3 separate regions of the Mus musculus genome follow, and all the other regions are linked to region 1. The links are chromatin contacts, called in public Hi-C and HiChIP or PLAC-seq maps. All regions are on one chromosome and are shown on one strand. Each heading gives the region's core, a stretch centred on a gene start, on an enhancer-like site or on the middle of the called end of the contact. The rest is flanking DNA. Distances are from core to core; before and after follow the strand shown.

Region 1 (3,951 bases), core at 800-3,299:
TGGCTTTGATGGAGGAGGTGTGTCAATGGAAGGGGAAGGGGTGGGCTTTGACGTCTCAAAAGCCCAACCCATCTTATTGAGTTCTCTCAGCTTTATGCTTGTAGGTCATATGTGATTGATCAGCTACTGCTCCAGCTACATGCCTGCCTGCTTGCTGTCATGCTCCCAGCCATAATGGTCAAGGATTCACCCTCTGAAACTGTAAGCCAGCCCCAATTAAATGCCTTCTTTTCTAAATTGCCTTGGTTATGTTGACTCTTATCAGCAATAGAAGGGTAGCTAAGACACTTAGTTAACCCTTTCTGGAAACACTCTGATGGCCTTTTCTTTCCATGGTGATTCTAGTTCCAACCATTGGCATTCAAGACTAACCACCAAACGGAACAATGGACTGTTCCTAGTTACTTCTTTATTTCCTTTCCCCCTTCCCTCTTTCCCTTCCTCCCTGTTTTTCTTCTCCAAATCAGAGAGTCATCCCATTTCAACCCCAAATCCTCTGGCAAGTTATGTGACTCTATCTTACAGACATCTCCCCCAGCTGGCCCATGTCCCACCTTGTTTTTCTGGTCCCCAGCTCAGCTACTGTGTTTCCAGCAGGATCCACTGTCTCATCTCATTCCTAGGGATGTTGCTTCCACTCTAGTCCCTAAGTTTTCCTGAATGGGAACCAGAGCTCCTTCAAAGTAGAAGTTCTCATTCAAATCTGACCCCGTGCTTTCCCACATCACATGGGATAACGTCAGACTGCCTTCTGTGGCATTCCACAGCAGCACCCAGTTCCAACAGCAGGCCCTCCTCTCACAGGGGCTTTCTGAGGTCACCTTTGTGAATTAGAAGCCCTTACTACATGCTCTCACACACTACTGCAGGGAGTCCTGACCTTGGGCATTTGGGAAGGATGGTTCTGAGAAGTGCATTGTGGGAGGCCAAGCAGCATCAGTGACCTCTATTTACCAGATGCTGCAGGCAACGTCCTTCCAGTTGTGACCATTCAAATGTTTTCCCATGTTGTCACAAGTCCTTGGAGGTCAACTGTTCCCCTAGCTGCTCTACAGGATATATCAGTGTCTAAAGCCAATGCCGCTGACAACACTCTTCTTCTTTATGGAGGGAGCAGGGAGGAGGAGACAGATAATGGATACATTAAGTAAATTATATCTACTCTACAAGGTGACATGGCTTCCATACAGCAGTTTGGGGGTGATTATCACTGATGGGGGGTACCCTCTTTATATTTGTCAGTTAGTTTTGAGAAGAATCCCTCTCTGCTAGGAGAATGCTCCAGTCTGGGTGGCATCAAACTCTTAATCCTCTTACCTCCGCTTCCCAGATGAGAACGTGTGTGGCACCATACCAGGCCTGGGGGTGTAATTTTAAGTAGGGTGGTCAGGATAAACCTTGTTGGAAAGGTGATTTCATACTTACTGCTATTATTGGTTTATTCATTCTTATTACTTATTAATGCATAGGTCATTGTAACTGGCCTGGCAGAAATGAATATATTCTGAAGAGACACCTGTAGCCCTCCAGTTGATCATCAGACTCATTTCACTCAACTGAAACTTGAGTGAGACTCTGGAGCTCTTTGTTCCTCTTCCCAAAGTGGGAACATTTCAACAAATCTCATTTTTTTCTGCATTCTTTTCTATTAACTTGTTTCATTTCTTCTTGAGGAGAGGTGGCAGAAGCTGACTCCTTGGGGTACAGACTGTGACTTCAAGTTCGGTAACATCACGACATGAAATTATATAATCTTAATTTTATTGTAATTATAATTTCTTAATTTTATTGTAATTATAATTCCTTGTCTTTATAGCTAGACAGAGTCTGTGCGGGCACAAACTGTTTCTGCCATGTTTGATATCTTGTAAAGCCGTGTGGGGTCAGCCAGCACACCACACTCCCATTGTGAGGCTCCAAGGGGAAGAGAAAGAGGAGGACATCTTACAAGGGCCAGAGGTAGGAGCAGAAGGGGACAGGGCCTGTGTCAGCAGAGACAGCGGAGGGAGAGAAGGGAACAGGCTGCACTTTCATCCTCCCTGGCCTGCCTTCCTCTACACTAAGAGGAAGCACCCCGCCACCCACCACTTCCCTTCAGAGGCCCGCAGAGGGTTTCCTCAACCTGGACAATTTCCCCAGAGTAGGCTGATCCCGTCTGCCGTGTATGATAAAGCCCATTTCTTAAGGAAGACATGAATGGCTGTAATCAGATACACTGTTTGCCATGCTAAACAAAATGAGCAAGAAGAAAAAAAACCCAGCTAGGCTATAATTATGGGTGTAATATTTCAGCCCATTAGCAAAAAAATGTCTCAGAAACCTGCTGCTTCCTTCGCCTTCTCAGCTAAGAAAGATGGGGAAGCTAAGCTAGAGAAGTCGAGCAAGAGCGCTAAGCACTGAGGCAGGGGCCTGATTAATTGCTTTTACATCTCCCCAGTTCTATTCTGACAATTCTGATCTTTTTGCTGAACAAGATAAAAAGACAAACTTTTGCCCCTTTGTGCGGCTCTGAGAGACGGCCATCTTCCTTCGTGTCGCCCAGCCTGACTCAGGACGATTAAGTGTCTGCCATTTACAAAGCATTCAGTAAACTCAGGAGTCTCGTTTGATTTTGATTTGGAATTTAAACCATTTATGTATGTATGTATGTATGTATGTGTGTGTGTGTGTGTGTGTGTGTGTGTGTGTGTGTGTGTGTATGTATGTATGTATTTATTTATTTTGTTGAGATAAGGCCTTGCTTTGTAGGCCAGGCTGGCCCCATTCTCACAATCCTGCTCGGCTTCTAAGTAAGTACTGGGATGGCAGGCCTGCACTACCATGCTTAATACCAACTCAGTCCCTTCTACAATAATAGTTATCGTAGGCTTCTTGCTATGTTCTATCCCCCTTGTAAAGACTTTGAAGTCTATATTTCATTTCCTCTCTGGGAGTGATGGGAGGTAGAGGGATGACTCTCTGGCCAGCTGCAGAGGACTCTTCAGGGGATGTGAGAGCCACAGAGATGGTAGGAACAAAAAGCCTGGCATACAAGAAAAGTCTGTTGGATGAGACATGTGCTCAGATGGATGGGTGGGTGAATACATAGATGATCTGAATAGATGAGGTCAGGTGGGTGGACTGTGTTCGATGGGTAGATAAATGATGGCAAGAACAAAGACATGAAAATCTACACAGAAACTGCTAGACTCTTATAGAGTTTGGTTCATCTGAGGTTCAAGGCAGGGAGCTAGAAAGTCTTAGGCAAGGGGCTGGCTCTAATTATCAGAGTCACTCATACATGATTGACTTCCAGAGAGCAGGGCATCTGCTGGACTGTTTCATGCAGGTCCAGCTGACTAGGAAGAAAATGGAGGTGGGGCACTGAATTTACAGCATTTATTCATCCATGCATTTTATACATATGTCCTGAGAGTCCCTTGAGCTGTGGGCCAAGGGTTGGGTCTCAAGAACTTACAGACAAGCAATCAGAATTACAGGCCACTGAGAAGAGAGACTGATGGGGGCTTAAAGGCATTCTCATCCCGGAGCATCAGGGAAGCAAGCTGCTGAAGGTAGGTGACACTGCACAATACAGTACAGATGACAAAGGAGGCAATGCCATTCAGGATTCAGCCAGTCTGAGGCATGTTGCTGGAAAAAAAGCCGGGAGAGGCAGAGAGCTGAGAATCAAAGGCGGAACTGGGACAGGGATTCAATGGAAAGGCCTCGGGATCAGGTGACACAGACTCTAATCCCAGGCCCCAGTTTCTCAGCTGAGTTCCCTGAGTGAATGAACTTCTGTCTCCCTGGTGGTAATTAAGTGGTTCTGTTAGAGGACTGGGGTGTGGGGAGGGGGAGAGAGCCCCAGATGTAATCCAGAGAGGAGGATTTACAAAAGGCTTCTCCAGGAGGTGCCAGGGGCTGGAGAGGACTAGAGTAGGAGCTAAACTCCTGACTTCAGGTAGTATG
Region 2 (3,951 bases), core at 392-2,891, 210 kb after region 1:
TTGTATTCTTGCATTCTTGGTATGCACATGTGTGCACACGTGCGTGAGCACACAGATGTGTGTGTGTACAGACACATGCATATGGAGGCCAAAGGTTAAGTTGGGTTGGGTGTGTGCCTGCCAGTCTCCACTTTGTCTTTTGAGGCAAGGTCTCTCACTAAGCCAGGAGCTCACTGAGTCAGCTAGACCAGGGGGCCAGCAAGCCCCAGGATCCACCTGTCTCTGCCTCCCTAACATTGGATTACAGACACACACTGCCACCCCCAGATTTTTAACATGAGTTCTGGGGATCCGGATTCATGTCTTTGCGCTCACAGGGTGAGCACTTTCCTGAGCAAGCCATTTCACCAGCCTGTTCTTGCTGTGATTTTTCTAAAGGTTTCTGACAAAGTCTCTGCGGCTGGTTCAGTGTATGTTAAGAAACCGTTGTACAAGGGCTTCTTAGCACCAGGCTGACAAGCAGTCCTGCAGGAAGGACAAAAGAGCCCACAGAAACCTGCCTCACTCTTTCCCCTGCACTCTGATCTCACAGTGATCACTGGACGCTGACCATCCCATAACTGGCCCTTAAGTGCACAGAAAACACCCCTGGCTGTCAGCTGTGGGTGCTCGCCTGTGTTCTCATGGGTAGTGGTGGCAGGTGGTCGTCATCCTCAGCTACAGTCACACGAGCCTTGTTCAGAACTCAGGGACCAGGTGTCTTCTGCAGATCGGAGGTGGGGATTTTGATAGGTGTTGCTGTGACCAGTCTGTATGTTACAGAACACCTCCAGCAAGGCGGTGGAGACAGCCCATGTGATCACACACTTAGTATTTCTGCAGCCACGCGCTCAATACTCCTTCTGAATCAAAGGCTATGAATAACCACAGGTCAGCCGGAGCGAGCCACTGCCGCTAAGTGTGTTCAAGAGAAAGTGACAAGGTCAACTTTTTGACTCGCAGAGCTCTAGACTCAGAAATGGTGGGGAAGGCACGATCCCTTGGAAAGCCTGACCCTGCAAAACCCTGTCAGCTGACAGCGTGCCTCTCTAATTCATTCTGCCCTGCAGCAGGTGAGCATCCAGTGTGCTGCGCCTTCCTTAAGTTCCCAGTGTCAGGGGCTGAGTCTTACAAGCATCAGTTTCCCATGGAGCATGAAGCCTAGGGGCTGGCAGGATGGCTTAATGGGTGAAGGCACTTGCTGCCAAGTCTGATGACCTGGGTTCAATCCCCAGGATGTACACGGTGGAGAGGACCAACTCTTAAAAGTTGTCCTCTGACCTGCAAACACTCGCCATGGCTAGTGCATTACCCACCTCCCACCCCGCTCCCAACCCCACTGCCACAGACAATGTTTTGTTGCTGTTGTTGTTGTTTTTAGAAGCCTGCTTCTGCTGTTGCTGGCATGTGTGTTTCCAGTTTCAGCCCACTTTAAAGAAATGTCACAGGACAGAGTACTGCACCCTAGTCACACACCCACACGCACCACTGATTAGGCATCAAGGGAAGGGCAAGGGCAGTGAGCATGAAAAGTCTAATCCTGCACCTGCACCTCGGTTCCAGAGCAGCAAGTGCTAAGGGACAAAATTTCCTACCACAATTCTGTGAGCCTAGGGTTTGAATTCACACTAGACCCGGGACAAGGCAAGCCATCCAGGTTGGTGGCGCCCCCTCGTGGTTTGTAGAAGCAACTACAAGTGCTATCTACAAGTAAGGTATCTCGAAATGTCCCCTAGAAGGGGGAAAAATGCCACCAGTTGAAAGCCACTGATTGAGATCCTCAAATCTTTGCATATAACAATGATGCGGCCCAAATATATAACACATATGAATTAAATGAATAGAAACAAAGGTGGAATAGAAAAAAATAGCAAAAGTATAAGACACTATCAAAAGTTATAGCCAGAAGCTTGGTTAAGATCAAGGTTTCTGGAAATGAAAAATATACGCAGTGAACATGGATAAAGAAGAAATTAATGAGTTAGAAGGCAACTTTGAAGAAATCACATCAAGTGCATCAAGAAGGCAAAAGCTAGGGCCTGGGGAGATGGCTCAGTGGTTAGGAACACTGACTGTTCTTCCAGAGGTCCTGAGTTCAATTCCCAGCAACCACACGGTGGCTCACAAACATCCGTGAAGTGATCAGATGCCCTCTTCTGGTGTGTCTGAAGACAGCTACCGTGTACTTATATACATAAAATAAATAAATAAATAATTCTTTTTTTTTTAAAGAAAGCAAAAACTAAACATAAAAATGTACCAGAGAGGCTAAAAGTTAGGGCTCTGTGGTCGTCTGTGTCTAAAATGACCAACTTGGGGGAAGGGCTCAAGGAGAATAAATGGGATGGGAAGGGGTGGTGTTTAAAAGGATAATGCCAGAGAGACACGCTTGGGTTCTCACAGCAGTGAGTATGATGGGTGCCAGGTGGTGTGGAGGTGCCGCTTTCTGTGAGTTGGATGTAGAAAAGAAGGGCTGAGAACTGAGAGTGAGTGCCCATCTAACCCACAGGTCCCTTTAAGGGCTGCCCTGTATGGCACCAGGGACCACAGAGTCCCAAAAGGCACTTCATCGTGGGAACAACTGACTGGAGCGTGGCTTTGGAGGGCAGGCTCTTCCAAAGCTGAGGCGAGAGACCTTGATATGAGGCCTGTGTTCTACAGAGCAGCCAGGTGGGCTCTCTGGGGGTAGATTCAGGAAGACGGGGGTTGAGGAGGGGGCAAGGCAGTGTTCCACACAGGGAGAAGGATGAAAAAGAAATACATGGGCAACCCTGAACACTGTGCACCATGATGAGGGACATTTAAGGGAGCTGTCTCAGCCTGATGAGTGGCCAGAGAGGCCATTCTAGAAAGGTCCCTTGAGCAATACGTTGGGGTGCTTGGACTTGAAACGGTGCTAGCCTTTGACAAACTACAACCTGCAGGCCACAGCTGGTTTACTGCTGTTTTTGTAAATAAAGCTTTATTGGAACACAGCCCTGCTCATCCACCCAGCTCATTCACAGATCCCTGAGGTGTCTCCGAGTTGTAAGAACGATACACGGCTGGGAAAATGAATTTTGAACTCAACCCAAGTGAGAAGCTTCAGGGGGCACAACCACCAGAGACGGATTCAAAGCCGGATGTATGATGAATCAGAAGTGCAGCAGACAGCACACAGCACACAGCTGGGTCGCATTGCACAACTTCACTGAAGCTTCAGCGAGCGTGGAACACACTCACCTTACATTGCCTATGTGGCTCACCACGCAGCACTAAGGAGACGTTGCAGCTCAGCTTTGGGGCCAGTGTGTTCTGTGAACCGCCGTGTTTCTACTGTGTGTACGTTTTCTGCTTCTCCAGAAGTGCAGTCGTTTAATGACAGAGGATAAAGACTTTTAATATTTTCCCACCACCAGCGCTTAGCATGTAAGTCTCAGATTCGTGTGTCTTCGGATTGGATTATGTTCGAATGTTTGATTTTTCAAATTGCTCTTTGAGTTGCTGACTTCAGTTACACTTTTAAGAAAACGGTTAAGTAAATTTCCACTTAGGCAAGGACAGAACTTCCAGGTTTCTGAAAGAGCCCCGAGCATGTTTCTTCTGTTTTGTGACTCTGGAGTTCTACAAAGTGGCCTCCTTATTGGTGATTACAAAATCAAAATATTGATCAGCTCTGAAAAACAGTGAAGACAGTCTACATCTTGCATACCAAATATCCATCCAAGCTCTGGCTGTTTATAAGAATGAACAAGTATGTCCTCTCACTAGGAGGCTTTCCCCCTCTTTAATAAACAATCAACTTAACTTTGCAGAATTGTTTTTAAAGCAATCTCTTCATTGACATATTATCAGTAAACATTTAATTTTTATACCTATGTTATAGACCAGTGGAGGGTCTACATTGCTTGGTTAGGAAAAGGGGTTCAAAGCAGAAAATAATTTAAGAAGATCTAGTTGTAACCTGATGTTGATGGTCTTTTTGTCTCACTG
Region 3 (3,951 bases), core at 447-2,946, 130 kb after region 1:
GTTTTTCTTCCCTGCGTGCCCAATCAATTAGCACATGAGTAATACCAAGCCCATTAGGACAAACTGATGCCGGGGGAGTTATGTCATCTGCTCTAGAAATGATTGCTTAATATGCCAGTTGGGGGCTGGGCGTGGTGGTGCATGCCTTTAATCTCAGCACTCAAGAGGCAGAGGCGGGCAGATCTTTGTGAGCTTGAGGCCAGCCTGGTCTACATATTAAGTTCCAAGATAATCAGGGTGACATGGTAAAACCCCTGTCTCAAAACAACAGAATAGTTGACTCTGAGAAGCTCTCAACCACACACCATCTTTCCAGGATCAATACCGACAGTCCATCTCCAACCAGAATGCTGCGGGACAGAGCAAGCAACAGAGCCAGTGTGTGAAACCCTGCCTGCTGAACAGCCCCAAATACCAAGGCCCACCTCCACAGGCTTCCTCACCTTTCCTGATCATTGTTTTCCATGGCTGGCCTCCAAAGCCAATAGAAGCCTAAAGGAAAACTGTGTGGAGACAGGCAGGAGAGTTGGAAGTGTTCTCCCTGGGTATTGTGGGAATTCACATCCAGGAAAGAAAAGGAAAGGTGTGGGAGATGTTTCCTTGCCCTCGTCCTGGTAGCTGCAGTGTGTGTGTGTGTGTGTGTGTGTGTGTGTGTGTGTGTGAGAGAGAGAGAGAGAGAGAGAGAGAGAGAGAGAGAGAGAGAGCACGTGGGCAAGAACTTGCATCCCTGAGTATCTGTTCATGCACAGTTGAATAGGGCCAGCAGGCAGGCTGGAGTGTGTGTGTGTGTGTGTAGACACAGGGACACAGATGCTAGTGTACTTTTAGGTCCTCATGAATGCATGCCTGCACACATATGTTTTCCTAGGCTCCTATGACTCTGGAACCCTCCAAGAGTGACTGGTCTTTTTTTTTTTCCCTGTCATATCCATTTACTCCATGATGCTCTGAACCAAGGAGTTCCATCATGAAAGCTAATCGAGTATTCGCCAAGCTAATGAGGAACGGTTGAGCCATACACAGGTGAGCCTCTTAAGCAGGGAAGAGACCTACTTTTGGTTCTGGAGTTGACCCTTGCTTGGTTCTGGCCCTGGTCTGCCCACCAGAAAAGCAAACCCCTTAATTCCCCTGTGCCACAGTTGCTTCATCTGGCAAATGGAGGCAGAAACATGCCCCAGTAGACTGGACTGAGGGGTTGTATGCAGCAAGCACCTGATACAATGCTAAGAGATGGCTTCTTTAGAGGAACTAAGAACTATGCATATATACCTGCATGTAGGTATGTGCTCACAGGATCTCCCAGGGCTTTACACAGGTGAAAGAGAACCTGAGCATGACCAACATGAATGGCCAAAGGTGACAAAGGTCAAATTAGCTGTTACTATGGTAGGTCAGGACCAAGGCCGAAGTCCACACCTAAGTTCCATTACCAACTAGCCAGGTTAACATGGAACCTCATGGCTTTCCCCACTCTCTGTGCCAGGCCCCATCTCTATAGCTATCTCATGTCTTGAGAAGAAAACAATTTCTACCCAGGGCTCCCATCTAATTAGAGAGAACTAGAGAGACTTGGCACTGAACCCCGCTGAGAACTTCTGTCCAGCGACTGACACAAACTGTCTCTATCTCTTGATACTTCCTTCCTGAGAGGAACAGTCACTTACAAGGTCACATGGGCAGCTGTTGTCCAAGCTGTTGTGCAAGCTGTTGCCTCCAGAGCCTGGAGGGCAACCCCTCTGCAATCCTTCCTCAAGCCACTGAAGGTGTGTGAGAACAGGATGCTGTAGGACTGGGAGAAGCCATCCTGGAGCAAAAGTGGGTGTGTCTAAACCCGGGAACTCTTATCCTGAGATTGGCAGGAGTAGGATCACTCCCCTGTGTGCCCTGGACCTGCATGTCCTTGCACATGTAGTCCTATGACCCCTGTCTTTGCCCAACCAGAGGAAGCCATGTAGCCAGTAGCTAGGTTAAAACTTCCTTATAAGGTCATGCCAGCAACACCTCCTCATGTAAATGAGGCATCCTCAACACCCTGGCCCTGGCCAATGATGTACACTCACCCCATAGCCCCTACTCACCCATCAAGGGATTAAATAGCCCAGTGTTCCTCCCCAGTGAATGGAAGCAGTTCTTTGAAGCTGCTCCTTGCCTGCGCACTCACCGCTGACCAAGAGCCTGCCTGCACCCACCCGCTCCGTTTAAACTGCCCTCCCTCCTGTCCAGCCTGGGACGAAATGAGCCCGGCTACTCCAAGGAAGACTCGGATACAGGGTGGCAAAGATGGAGTCTGCATTGTGTGCCGAGTACTATCAAATAAATGGAAATGAGTACACAGGGGCTTCAAGGAGAGGTGGGCAAGGGAGTCCAGCATGCTGGTGGCACCTGCGAGCTGCAGCTGGGTACTACTTTGCCCATGTTTGCATCAGACAGGGTGATGTCCTTCTCCTGAAGAGTGACTCAGACTCACCAAAAAAACTCTTATATTTTTGATTTCCAGTTGCCTAATGTCTTCCTGATTTTGAGTCTTAACCACAGGAAAGACAATGTCATTCATTAGCAACTTATGCACATAATGATCTCAGGCCTTCAGCCGAATGAGAGACCCCATTGACAGCATTGACCCCATTGACACCACTTGCCTTGTGAGCATGAGCCTTGGAAGTATGCCCCGGCTTCAGTGCGGAAGACAGAAGGGCTGAGTTCTAGGTCCCACTTTGCCCTGAGGTTTTATGAGCCACTAAACTCCCACCTTGATTTCCTCAACTCCAGGGCAGGCACATTGCCAGCCAGCTTAACCATAACACAGAATTCTCCAAGAGAAGAACCATCTCTTAGCCAGAGGCGCAGCCGAGCAGAGCTAGCATGAACCTGTAGAGCTTAAAGGGGCTGGAGAAATGGTTCAGTGGTTAAAACGGTTCCTGCTCTTCCAGAAAACCCAAATTCAGTTCCTAGCACTTGCATTGGGCAGCTCACAACCACCTAGGATTCTAGCTCTGGAAAGTCTAACTCTCTCTTCTCACCTTGAGGGCACTACACTTATGAGCACACACACACCCCCCCCCACACACACACACTCACACACACACATACAGGTAACTTAAAAATAAAATAAATGTATAAAAAGAACCTTAAGAGGAGAAACAAATCTTTATTTTGTTAAAGCATTTCATCATCATCGTTATCATCATCATTATTATTGTTATTATTACTATTATATTACAATATTGAGGTTCTGAACACAGGGCCTCATGTACACTAGGCAAGTATTCTATTATTGAGCTACATACTCAGTCTCTTGAGTCTTAACTCTGATCAGCAACCTGCTCACTTCTACGTCTTGAAGAAGCCATTTCCCGAACCTTCCTCTCCAGCAAAAGATAACACCTGTCCTAGGGCCCTGGAATTAAAGAAGCAAGAGAGGTTTACTCAGGGATTCTCCCTCCTTTCCTGGAGACATACTGAAGGTGATGTGCCCCTGGTGGTGGGAAGGATACAGGGTTTTCAGGTAGACAGCCTTCAGGATGGGCCCTACCTACAGTCTTCACCCACTGAGCACCCTGACTTTTGTAAGTGAAAGAAGGTTGGGGTGACTTCCAAGGGTCATTCACATGAGACATAGCTGCTTTAGTTCCAGTTCTCTGGATCAGTGGTTGTGGGAGAGAAGCTAGTCACCATGTAGTGACAATAGTCAAGCTGTCTGGAGAGTATGCTTTATGAACTGAGTCCTTCTGCCAAAGCCAGCACCAATTGCCAGCTGTGTAAACGCCATCTTAGGTAAATCCTAAGGTTCGGTCAAGCCTCAGAGAATAGAAGCCTGCGTGACACCTGGACCCGAAACACTTGGAACAGCTCAGCTACTTTTGACGGGCACCATGCTGAGTGACTCACAGCTTCAGCTTTGTGGACCAGTTTTAACACAGGTCACTGAAGAAAGTACTGTATGTGCCACAC

Evidence for each region. A called contact is a pair of places that touch in the nucleus more often than the background predicts. HiChIP or PLAC-seq counts read pairs in DNA pulled down with a chosen protein or histone mark.
Region 2: a contact with region 1 is called in a Hi-C map of bone marrow-derived macrophages, with 22 read pairs. The contact joins two enhancer-like sites. A contact is called at or near these places in 1 of 15 datasets of contacts at CTCF or cohesin (large pre-B cells), 14 of 484 Hi-C or Micro-C datasets (the G1E-ER4 cell line, the HPC-7 cell line, the N1E-115 cell line and 7 more) and 8 of 115 datasets of contacts at active chromatin or transcription factors (the 230-238 cell line, embryonic basal ganglia, embryonic stem cells and 1 more).
Region 3: an H3K27ac HiChIP or PLAC-seq map of microglia shows a contact between it and region 1, with 4 times the contacts expected there. The contact joins two enhancer-like sites. A contact is called at or near these places in 4 of 484 Hi-C or Micro-C datasets (the N1E-115 cell line, epidermal suprabasal cells, nephron progenitors and 1 more) and 2 of 115 datasets of contacts at active chromatin or transcription factors (embryonic stem cells and microglia).

What each region holds. Positions count from the first base shown.
Region 1 is chr9:61,249,994-61,253,944 of GRCm38.p6, reverse strand. No RefSeq gene overlaps it. Among named protein-coding and RNA genes, the nearest start is that of Gm51682, 5.5 kb to the left of the region's middle. Within about 2 kb of position 2,049, at least 73 of the 459 cell types and tissues checked have an H3K27ac peak or open chromatin away from gene starts, as enhancers often do. A contact at or near this core is called in the 230-238 cell line, bone marrow-derived macrophages and microglia, where this site is marked.
Region 2 is chr9:61,044,386-61,048,336 of GRCm38.p6, reverse strand. All of the region lies in intron 1 of Gm33699 (a long non-coding RNA gene), which reads right to left. Among named protein-coding and RNA genes, the nearest start is that of Gm46116, 11 kb to the left of the region's middle. Within about 2 kb of position 1,641, at least 20 of the 459 cell types and tissues checked have an H3K27ac peak or open chromatin away from gene starts, as enhancers often do. A contact at or near this core is called in the 230-238 cell line and bone marrow-derived macrophages, where this site is marked.
Region 3 is chr9:61,117,151-61,121,101 of GRCm38.p6, reverse strand. It overlaps Gm33914 (a long non-coding RNA gene), which reads left to right. Exons shown (of 4, transcript XR_379508.3): 3 at 958-1,023. Among named protein-coding and RNA genes, the nearest start is that of Gm33914, 6.9 kb to the left of the region's middle. Within about 2 kb of position 1,696, at least 13 of the 459 cell types and tissues checked have an H3K27ac peak or open chromatin away from gene starts, as enhancers often do. A contact at or near this core is called in microglia, where this site is marked.